2 separate regions of the Mus musculus genome follow, and region 2 is linked to region 1. A link is a contact called in public Hi-C data. All regions are on one chromosome and are shown on one strand. The core of a region is the stretch at or near the end of the contact, and the rest is flanking DNA. Distances in the headings are between cores, read along the strand shown.

The links. A called contact is a pair of places that touch in the nucleus more often than the background predicts.
Region 2: a contact with region 1 is called in a Hi-C map of muscle stem cells, with 5 times the contacts expected there. The contact joins two enhancer-like sites. A contact is called at or near these places in 1 of 15 datasets of contacts at CTCF or cohesin (stem cell-derived epiblast-like cells), 15 of 484 Hi-C or Micro-C datasets (the C2C12 cell line, the N1E-115 cell line, adipose-derived mesenchymal stem cells and 11 more) and 1 of 115 datasets of contacts at active chromatin or transcription factors (bone marrow-derived dendritic cells).

Annotation. Positions count from the first base shown.
Region 1 is chr13:99,154,653-99,160,587 of GRCm38.p6, reverse strand. No RefSeq gene overlaps it. Among named protein-coding and RNA genes, the nearest start is that of Gm41036, 19 kb to the left of the region's middle. Within about 2 kb of position 2,712, at least 18 of the 459 cell types and tissues checked have an H3K27ac peak or open chromatin away from gene starts, as enhancers often do. A contact at or near this core is called in muscle stem cells, where this site is marked.
Region 2 is chr13:99,826,823-99,832,757 of GRCm38.p6, reverse strand. No RefSeq gene overlaps it. Among named protein-coding and RNA genes, the nearest start is that of Cartpt, 71 kb to the left of the region's middle. Within about 2 kb of position 2,392, at least 40 of the 459 cell types and tissues checked have an H3K27ac peak or open chromatin away from gene starts, as enhancers often do. A contact at or near this core is called in muscle stem cells, where this site is marked.

The DNA of each region.
Region 1 (5,935 bases), core at 1,463-3,962:
AAGTGTCACACCTGCAATATTGCCTCTTTAATTGTTTACTTCTTTTATATGTCCCTCTAGAGGGGGTGCCTTCTCCAATCCTTTGTTTTGATGTCCATGTGTCTCTAACAAAAGGACAACAAAACCTCACTGTAAGACCCAGAGTGAGAGAGGAGTCCACTTTCCTCTATCCCGAGGTCAGACCAGAGAAAGGGTGAAAGGTTGGTGAGAAGCCATGCTCTAAAGCAAGCTCTAGAGCGACTTCCTATAAACCAGCTATTGTAAGATTTGTGGTAGCTCAAAATGACCACGGTTATAAAGAGTTAAGTAAATGTGTTCTTTTCCCAGAATTTGCCTCACTGCAAGGTGTTCCAAGAGATAGTCCTCTGATTGTATAGAAAAGCCCACACAATGTCTCTGGTCCTTAAGTGCCCCTAAATGTTGCTAAAGGTTAGCCAATGATAAACTGCCAGCTCTAAAACTATGACTAAAAACTGCCCCTCCCCGCCAATGTATAAAAGGTGTGTGCTTTAGCTACTCAGGGTCGCTTCTATCCCGATTTCAGGACAACCCCAGCATGCTGGATTAATAAACCTCTTGCTTTTTGCATCGATCTCCATCTCTGCATCTCTGTCCATGGGACATCCTGGACGTAAAGCTTCTCAGGTCTTACACGATGCTCTAGAGACTTGCTATAGACCAGCTATCCTCTAGACCAACTTGCTCTGTGCTTTCATAATTTCTCCAAGCCATGCAAAAGAGAAAGTGTTTGCTATTTTGAAACAACCAGTCACTTTATTTTCTCATGCTTCCAGGCCCACTCCTGACCCTCAGTTCCATCTATCAGCTGTAAATGCGCCACAGCAGGACCCACAGAAGCAGACAGAGGACTGAGCACCCAGTTCTTCAAGAAAATGGCCAGTACAAGGTTTTCTAACCACACTGTTTACCTGAAATATTTGAACTATTTTTCCATTTTGATTGTTTTATACTTTGTTCAGGTGTTTTCTAGGCGGTGTCAGAATCAGAACCATTACTGTTTTATAATTATCTAACAATTTTTATTTTGTTCACTACTTGAGGTCCGTTTTTAAATTGGGTTGACTTGTCTGGAAATTTAGCACAATAAACATCTTGGCTCATTTGCCCCCTGCAGCTCCACTGGTTTGAGCTTATGGGATGAAAACTAATTTTAAAACAAGCACGGGGCATTGAAAGGCAAGCTTTTGCTGGCAAAGGAGAAAAGGGGAAGTGAAAAAAGAAGGAAAAAATGAAATAACGCAGCATTAATAGCCTGCTGGTATTCTTCAGACATCTGGTGCTCTCTATTCTTCAGAAAAAGTGCTAACTAAAAAACCTCCCAAAGGCCTTTGGGAGTGAGCAATGGTTCAACTCTAGGAAGATGCAAATCTTGAAGGTTACACAAGATGACAAACAGCAACTGGCTCCTCCCCCAGGACAGCAGTGCACTGGCAGAGCAGTGTCTCTGAAGGCTGTAGAAGGTGGTCATTGAGCGTGGAACAATGGAGTCAGGAAGAATAGAGAGAGTGATGAGCAATACAAGTGAAACCAGAGGAATGTGTGTGACCCTAAGTAAACATAAATCCCCCAGGAGCAAGGGGAGACTACGTAAGAGTCATACCTGACCCAAGACCAGAGCAGATAGGTCATAGCAGCTGCCTGCTCCTCAGAGACTTCTGTGCACAGTGCAAATTGTGAGTCATCCTTCTGCATGAAAGAGCAGAGATCTCTGCTTGTCTGTGCCTCAGTCCCCCGCTCCCAGCCAGCCCTCTACCTGCTTCACTTCACTGGCTACACTTCCTCATAGACTTGATCACCTACCCCCATCAGGGATTCTTCAGTCCCAACATTTATGTCTCCAGTTTTCCTTCTCCTACCTCAAAGCTCTACCTCTTTCCATGTTGGCTTTGATAACTAAGCCTCCTGCTTGCACAAATGAGCGTCTTGAAGGCAAACTATAGGCCTCCACTCATTGACTCACTTGTAGACTGACTCGTGTTGGAAGAGGTTTTCACTGTAACCAACCACTTGTAGCCAGGTTTAGGAGAGCCATCAGATTCAAAATGTGGCCCACCAATGGTTCTCAACCTGTGGGTCACGGCCTATATACCTGATGTGTTTATATTGTAAATCACGAGCATAGCAAAATTATAGTTATGAAGTAGCAACAAGAATAATTTTAAGGTTGGGGGTCACCACAACATAAGGAACTGTATTTAAGGGACACATTAGGAGGGCTGAGAACCACTGATCTAGGCTGCCATTGGCAGAGACTGAGTTGAGGAGGCACTGTAAAATATGTCTAGTGAGATCCTAGACCTCCTAAGAATGCTAATTTGGTTTAATACTCATTGTTTACATGGAAAAAGGGCCCATATAATCCAGTGAAGATTAAAGTTAAAGAAAGAATTTCAAGTTATGTAAAAGTTTGCTTATTCCAAGCATCCTGTGCCTGAGACAGCTGTGGTCGCTATTCTTTCCTAGGGATTTAGAAGATTTATCAGTATTTTTTCTTTTAACCATAAGTTAAAATAAAGGAGCTGTTGTGATGTTCACTACTTTTCTGCTTGGTGCAGCTTTCTTTTCCAACTGGACTTTCCAACAGGAATGTTTCCTGACAACATTCCTAAATCCATTTTGCCTGCAGCTTGTCACAGCTGCAGGGAACATGACTCACATCTTTTTTTGCACCTTCCGTAGGATGGAGTGTGGGCTAAATCTACAATTATCGTACTACAGGAAATAAATGTCTGCATCCATACCTGGGAGTTGCTGGGATAAGCATTGTGAACAAAAACAACTTAGGGAATGTATGGGTTTGCTCCAGTTTAGACTTCCAGGTCACAGTCCATCACTGAGAGAAGTCAGGCAAACTCCAGGGTCCAGAGGCAAAAACTGAAGGAATGCTGCTTAGTGGCTTGTTCCCTCTGGCTTGCTCAACTTGATTTTTTATACAGCCCAGGACTTCCTGCCTAGGGTGACACCACTCACAGTGGGCTGTCCCACCCTATAGCAATCTTCAGTCAAGACATTTTCTCCACATATATGACTATAGGCCAATCTGATAGAGGCGATTTCTCAGCCAAGTTTCCTTTTTCTCAAATGACTCTAGTTCAGGTCAAATTGACAGTTAAAATAAACCCGTGTGCTGGTCAATATAGTAATACGTTTCTCCTCATCCTTTCAAAATAATACCATGTTCTTACTGAAAATATAGGCATAATTTAAAGGCCAGTGTAAATGAAGCTGGCATAAAACATTAGGGTTTTCCTGCCATCTTCATGTCCCTCTGCCAAACCACACCTTCCAAAGTCAGCCAAGTGCCAGTTGATCTGTAAAATTCCTAGGATAATAATGGTTGAAATGAGAAGCACAAAAGAAAAAAATGCTAGGGAGAAGTTTTGATGGCTTTGGAAGAGTCCCAAAGCCAACAGTAAAGAATGGTTATAGACAATGTCTTAGTTACTGCTCTATTGTTATGAAGAGATACCATGACCAAGGCAACTCCTATTTTTAAAAGCATTTAATTGAGAGCTTGCTTACAGTCTCAGAGGTTTAGGTCATTGTCATCATAGCAAGGAGCATGGTGGCACACATGGCAGTGGGGCAGTAGTTGAGTTACATCCTGACCCACAAGCAGAGAGGGAAATTGACTGGGCCTGATGTAGGGTTTTGAGACCTCAAAACCTGCTCCCAATGTCACATTTCCTCCAATAAGACCACACCTCCTCCAACAAGGCCACACCTCCTCCAACAAGGCCACACCTCCTCCAACAAGGCCACACCTCCTCCAACAAGGCCACACCTCCTCCAACAAGGCCACACCTCCTAATCCTTCTCAAGTAGTGCCACCCCCTGGTTCAAATATATGAGGTAATCAATGTCAGGAAGGAGCTCAGTAGGCAGCCGGAAATGTCCTCAAGAGCAACTGCAATGGCACTGCCAATCTTGGAAGCTCTACGCCAGAAGGAAGACGAGACAGAGGCCCAGGCCCCTTGAGAAAATAGACATCAAGGACATCAAGTGAAGAGATAAAGATCCTAGTCTGGAACAACAGAGCAGAGGATAGGCTTCTGGGCTGCTAGTGACCAAAGCTGAGGATGAACAGACGCAGGCTGTGAAGTCTCAAGTGTGGTGGGCAGAGGCAGTGCAGCAGGTTATTTGAACCTATCTTCCAAGTTTGGAAAATAGAAGTGTAGACAGATCAAGGTTTTCATCGGCCTTTGCCTTGGAGCTCTTGTGCGTTCTTACTATGCATTAATTTGATCTCACTTTGTCTCCTAATCTAATTTGGGCACTTGATTGCAAGGGCTATTCATCTATTCAAACCAGCTCAAGTCAAAATGATGCTCATGGCAGGAATTCAGGAAGTGGTAAGACTCTAGAGGAAGAAACTAGGGATTGGGGTCTGCCACTCCTTGTTTCTTCTCTATGATGGTAGATACGTTGCTTTGCATAACCATCCCACCTGTATGCCTACTGCTCTTGACCTACTCCAACTGTACTTCCATTCTTCAAATCCAAATGGCCTCAGTTACCTGCTCAAATCTTACATCATGCTCTCTCCTTCAAGAGCTCATCACTAACCTGCTGAGTGTCTCCATTTCTCGGGGATAATTCTGTGCTAAAGGAATCCAAACAGACCAAGGTGTTTGTTTCTAGAATGTTCCCAGAACGTGGACAACTGACTGTGGGCTAGGTACTCACTCAGGAGACCTGGGAGAGGGGACAGAATTCCTTGATCCTAAACAATGATTTAGGGCAGATACCTGTGTATGGTAGGTAAGGTTTGTGTGGGTTATATTTCTAGGTCATGCTCTCAATGCGTTGTAGGATTCTGGAGGGCTGGGATGGCAATATGTCTAGCGTATATGTGCAGAAGAACCTCTCTTCATCAGCCTCCACTTAGCTGTTTCTCTAAGCTTATTTTTTCTCCCTATAAAACTAATCACCCAGTGTCCACAGAAAGAGAAACGCCCCAGCCAGTCCCCTTCCTGATGTCCCTACTCATCACTACTGGTTTGAGTTGTCAGCTTGCCAAGGATCAGCCTGGGTTGTAACTATGCCCGGTTATACTGGTAGTGCTTTTATTATAATAATTGTGTGGCTAATTAATTAATGCAAAGCATTGATAGAAAAAAATAATAGTTTCTATGGAAACCAATTTGAGTGCTTTGAAAAGACTCATTAAATTGAATTGAATACATATAGAAAAGCTTCACTATAAATGTCTAAGAGACAGCTCTGAGAGTAATGAAGGATACATACGCAGTATATCACATACACACACGTACTCTGTACTCTGCTTTCTTGAAAACCGTTTAAGTTATTGATTCACTTGAAAAAAAAAAAACGAATCATGAACGCCTCACTTTCTACCAATAGGATTTATTATAGAATGTTAATCTGCCAACCTAGAAACAATGCAAAGGTTTCAGCCTTCATGAAAGAACAGTATGTGAATTATATTACATGTACTTTATTTGAATTTATGTGTTTACATATTAATTTGCAGGTATATTGCTGTGCTTTGGATATGACATGTCTCCCATAGGTTCAGTTGTTGAATATTTAGCTCCCAGCTGCTAGTGTTGTCTGGGAGGTCATGGACCAAGGGCTGTGGTCTGGCTAGCAAGGGTGTGTTGCTAGGAGGAGGCCTTGCAAGTCATACCTGCTTCTGGTTCCCACTGCCAAAGAGCTTCTAGGTCCACACTGTGTCTCATGCTTCCACTGCTAGAGATGAGCTGTTTCAGCCAGCATGCCTTCTCCACCATGACAGACAGTCTCCTCTGAAACTGTGAGCTGAAATAAACCTCTCCTGTCTGGAGACACGTGTGTCAAGTATTTGGTCATAACAATGAGAAAAAGTAACTAATTCATATAGACACAGCTCAATGGGTTTTGCTGTTGTTGTTATTGTTATTCTCTTCAATAG
Region 2 (5,935 bases), core at 1,143-3,642, 670 kb before region 1:
AAATTCCTCACACTCTTCAGTTAGATTCAGCTAACATGAACTGAGCATTAACTGTTCATCAAGCAGACGTGCTGGATAGAGAGGGCAATAAAAATGGCATCTAGAAGGAGTTTAGAATTAACAAGGACCAAGAGCTACAGAGCAGTGTAAGCAATAAGGGAAACCAAAACAAGAGAGGAGAAAAAAACAGACAAAAAACTGTGTTCCAAGATAGAGCATCATGAAACCAGGCTAAGGTCCCCAGGTAAGGTGGCAGCAATGAGTGACATCAACTGCCCGAGACGTAACAGAAAGCTCAGGTCTACATCAAGGGAGGGTCAGATTTGCAGAAGGGCTTTGTGAATTTACAACATGGAGATTAACAGGAAGAATCCTTTTCTCTGAAGTAGACAACATCAAAGCTTCTCTATTGATCTGGGGCAAATAATTACAGTGGCCCTGTAAGAAGAGTTGATGGACTCCCAACTACAAGTCCAGGTCTGATTTATGAAACCTCCCTTGTCTCCAGTACATGGCCTCAGGACACAGCAGCAACTAATAACATTTAATTAAAACACATAAAACAGAGCATCAATGACAGCATGTGTCAAAATCAATAAAATGCTAATTTCTAAAGATTGTACTTATAAAGAGTCCATGGGGTCAGTGGCAAGGTATTACACAACAAAGAGCCTTTGTGAGAGGCTAGCTTCTATTTTCTGGATCTGACATCTTGACCTGGAGATGCCCTGGTTCAAATCCCTCATTATTCAGAAGATGTACAGAGCTATAGCGAACAGAATTTTATAAAATAATTTGGGCAATAATCTAGGTTTTAGATTGACATTCTTCATTCCTCCAGTGAGCCCCAGTACTTAAAAATATTAAGTTATTGTTGCTATTATGACTATTACTATTATTATTCTGTATGAGTTATACATGGTACCACAGTGCATGTGGAGGTCAGAGGACGACTTTTTGGTGTCAGTCCATCCTCTATGGGAACTGAGGATTAGACTCTGCATCCGACTTCTGCAGAGGTCATCACACTTCTGCAGTAAGCTCTTTTACTGGGTGAAGCATCTTATCAGTGTCATCAAGAGGGATGCCTCAATCCCCTAGCTTAAGTTGATGGAGGGAATCTATTCAGAAGATATACATTTTCTTGTAATATACTCTCTTCCAAGATTGACTGTCTAAAGAAGTGCTTTTTAATTGGCAAGCTGAAGTGTGGTATTTCTAAGTAGAATTGCTTCATTGTGCCTTCGGGTCTCCTCCCAAAGCAATCCCAACTTTAGACTCGGAATCTACTTTCTCTTCCCAACACAAATTCTCATGGGGCAAGAAAGACTCTTCATGGTACAGATGAATCCATGTGGAACATAATTTAGTTCTTCAAGAACTGGAATTTTCTCCCTATCCAAATGAGACCACTTGGGTTAAGTGTTGGAAACCTGATTAGATTTTGTGGAGTTAGGATTTCCTGAGGTTTCCATCAGTTTGAAACACATGGTCTAAATTTTGGTCATGCAGTTCTAGAAATTGATTTTTCTTCTTCTTCTTCAAGAAGTTGCTTGGCACTGGTACCTTTAAGTCACATGAAAATGGGAGATGTTCCAAGTCTTAGTCACATCTGTACACTTTGGTGGAGTTTTATCAAATCACAGTGGTGAGTCACGTTTGGAGTGCAGAAGTGTGGAATGGAAATGATCACGGATGTTTAGACTTGAAAATGCCCAATTTCTAATTGGACTGAGTCAAAAATTACCTGGTTTTCCCTCCGCAAGTGCTAGAAAACAGGCTCCCTTCAGAGCAGCATGGCATGGGTCCCCACTTGTTTGTTTCTTTGCTGGAATTCTGGGAAGTAACTCTTTTTTTTAGTACTTTTTTTAAAAGATTTATTTATTTATTATATGTGTGTACACTGTAGCTGTCTTCAGATACTCTAGAAGAGGGCATCAGATTTTTGTTACGGATGGTTGTGAGCCACCATGTGGTTGCTGGGATTTGAACTCAGGACCTTTGGAAGAGCAGTCGGGGGATTTGAACTCAGGACCTTTGGAAGAGCAGTCGGTGCTCTTAACCGCTGAGCCATCTCACCAGCCCCGGGAAGTAACTCTTACAATGCAAAGTGAACAGCTACTATTGTGTTTAGAGTTGGTGAACTGATGAACATGGAAAACCAGGGAGTGTTCTACAGATCAGGTATAATCAGGATCTCTTCCACTTTCTGGGTAGAAGGGCATTGGGCTGCCAATCTTGTTCAAACAGGGAGTGACTAAAGGGCTTACTCTGCAGCCGAGCTTGCGTAAAAAAACTTCTTAGAGATTTATTTTGTACTAAGCATGAGTCATTTGTTCCCCAGAAAAACCCTGTAGTTGTTAGTGATTCTGTAGACTTCACTGATCTGAGTGTCAGCTGAGACACTCTAACTTTGTTCAGGCCATGAAGAAATAGAGTTGGAGCAAGCATAGTCTGACTCATAATCTGTGTGCTTGACTACTGGACGTCTCTACCTCTCAGCTGTGAGCATACTGTCTGTGACTTATATTTTGGGCCTCTCTGGAGAAACTAGTACAGATGTGGGCGGTACAGTTACTTGTGCTGGCTCATTTTTTTTTTAAATGTCAGTTTGACACAAACTAGAATCATTTTGGAAGAGGGAACCTCAACTGAGAAAATACCTCCACCAGATTGGCTTATGGGCAAGCATATGGTACATTTTCTTGGTTGCTGATTGATGTGAGAGGGCCCAACTCTCTGTGGGCAGTGCCACAGGCTTGTGGTTCTATTTCTATAAAAAAGCAATCTGAGCAACCCCAAATGAGCCAGCTTGTAAACAACACTCCTCCATGACCTGTGCATGAGTTTATGCATCCAGGTTCCTTCTTTGTGTTCCTACCCTGACTTCCTTAGATGTTGGATTATAAGGAATAAGCTGAAACAAACGTTTTCCTCCTTAGGCTGACTTTGTTTTGGTATTTTATCATAGCAATAGGAACTATAACTAAGATGCTTGTATAAAGGTTTTAGTTTCCAGTAATTACTGCAGAGTTTCCTGTGTAGCTGGAGACAGAATGACGCTAAGCAAATCTGCCAAGGCACTGAGAATCTGCTGGAGTTACTGCTGATAAAGGCAGGAAGAAGAGCTAAATGCCTATGCTCTGGTGCCTTGTGTTCGAACAACAGAACAGACCAGGTCTATTGGAAAAGTGGAATCTAGTTGCAAGGGAGCCTGCAGTAGAGACCTATATGGCCTATAGAGTAAAACCTATATTGAACTCAGAGGACACAAGAGTTCCTTGCTTAGGAATATTAGAAAGGCCAATTAAAACTATTCTTCTTTGTGACTAACAGTTTAAGTAGCCAAAAGAGACTGTATACTGAAAATAAACAATCAGTGGCTGAAAGAAAATCAGCTAATGAGATTTCAGTGTCTGGAGAGCTGGTGGGCATATAGGGTTGCAGGTCAACTTTGAGCATGAATGCCAAGTTAGGAGTTACAGGGGTTTAATCCTACTCAAGTTCGAGGAAAGTATTTGTGTCAGATTAACCAGGCTCTGAAGAGAGTTGATTAAAGAGAAAAATGCCAAATCACTTGAAAAAAAAAAGTTCTTAACTGTTGAAATAATACATGTTAATTATTTGAAAAGAACTTTATAAATAAATTCCTTCATTATACCAGGAATCCAGTTTAAGTGCTTATTGTGCATCAGATATGGGTAAGGCAGTTGAGATTCAACAAGAACAAGGTGGATAATCAGCTGCCCTTCAGATGCTCAAGTTTTAGCAGCAAGGGAGGTGGTGATATGGTAATATAATGATTGTGTGAAGCAGACAACTAATATGGGAGAACATAAGGCCTGTGGGGGAAAAATGGCACAAAATAAAGAGAAAAGAGAGCCGAGGTAATATGGAAGGGGCTGAGGTCTAACTGGAAAGGGTGGTTAGGGTAGATCTCTTTAGAAAGATGGCATAGAGAGAGGCTTTAGATACAGTCGGGTAGGATGTTAGACAGAGTCGGACCAGCACACCAGCTCTGGGGTGAGGAAACTCTTCCAAGGATCAAGTGAGCCAGGGAGACAGCACACAATGATGAGGTCAGAGAAGCAATGACTACAAGAACATGCAGAAAACAAGGGTCTCCTGCTGGAGGGTTTCCAGCAGTGATACAAGAGAACCTAGCTTTACATTTAAAAAATCTTATTCTAGCATCTACAAGGATTAGATTGTTGAGGGGAAGGGGAAAAGTAGTGAGACCAAAGAGGAGGCTCACACAGTAAGCCAAGTGAGAGAGGATGGCGGTTTCTGACACTTGGGTCAGGTTGGAAGTAGTGGAGACAGAAAGTAAGAGAGGTATTGTCATCTTGGAATATCTTGGTCAGAGCTGGCAGGATCACTGGCAGACATGTAGGCTATAAAAAGGAGAGAAAAAAGATGAACCAAGTCTTCTAGATAGAGCAACAGGGAGAAAGACGTTACCATCAATAGTGATGGGTATGACAGCATTACGGAGGGAGATATCAGTGGCTCAGTGGTGGGCGTGTTGAGATCAAGACCTTGAATGTAGATGTTGAGTAGGTAGTTGGATGTGTGGAGCTGGAGTGTGGGAGTGAGGCTAGGTTGGGTTGTTGGATTTGGACTGGGCTTTGATGGGGTTATCCAAAGAATAACAAATATCACCAAATCCTATCACTTAGAGATAGCCAAAGTTAATATTCTAGTAATTTTAATTTCTTCTTCAGATTTCACTCACTAGTACAGATTTAAGTAACGCACACCTTAGTTTCTGACACAGTAACGCTTCATAGTAAGGCTGCTAACATTTAGTGGCATATAACACACATTTGCCTCTCCTCCTCATGGGTCTGTGTGTTGGCCGAAGTGTCTTTTCTTAGGCTGTGGTTTGATCGGCTTGGTTGAAAGTCTCACTTGGTGTCCTTCCATTCCACTTGTCTTGCATTCCTCTTGGGTCAGCAGCTTCCAAGGACATATTTTTCTTGTGGTGTTGGCAGGAATGCAAGCGTGGAAACCGACCCACATAATGCCTCTTAAGGGCTTGGTTTGGACTGACGGATTGTCACTTTTGCCTATGTTCCCTTAGTCAAACAAGTCAGATGGCCAAACCCACGATTAGTGGAGATGGAAAGGATACTCTGCCTACCCAAGTGCACGGCAAGGTCACATGGCAAGGGAAAAGTGGAAAACTACTGTAGGATCCAATGTAAGCAGTATATTATAAAACTCGAAACATAGATTCTTATTTAAAGTATAGATTTGGATAATCATATGATATCATGTACACTATTTTATACACAAATTTATTCTAAATATATTGTACATTTTTTCTGTATATATGTACATATTATTTTATTTTATTTTATTTTATTTTATTTATATGAGTACACTGTAGCTGTCTTCAGACACACCAGAAGAAGGCATCCGATGCCATTACAGATGGCTGTGAGCCACCATGTGGTTGCTGGGTATTGAACTCAGGACCTCTAGAAGAGCAGTCAGTGCTCTTAACTACTAAGCCATCTGTCTAGTCCCATATGTACATATTCTAATGCCTGCAACAGATTTTATCATATGGACATACAATAACTTATTTAATGGATCTCCTCTTTATGGACATTTTGATTATTCATGATCTTGCATTAGTACAAGTAAAACTGAAATGAAGATTTTTCTATTTACATCTTTGAAAACGTTTGTGAATTTTGGTTCAGATCAATTTCTAAAAGTAGAGCACAGGGTCAAAGTGTAAAAGGGCACAAATACTGAACCATTTTGAGTAGATGTTATTCACAGACCTTTGTGTCAACTTGACACAGCTGAAGTTATCACAGAGAAAGGAGCTTCAGTTGAGGAAATACCTCCATGAGATCCATCTACAAGGCATTTTCTCAATTAGTGATCAAGGGGGAAGGGCCCATTGTGGGTGGGACCATCT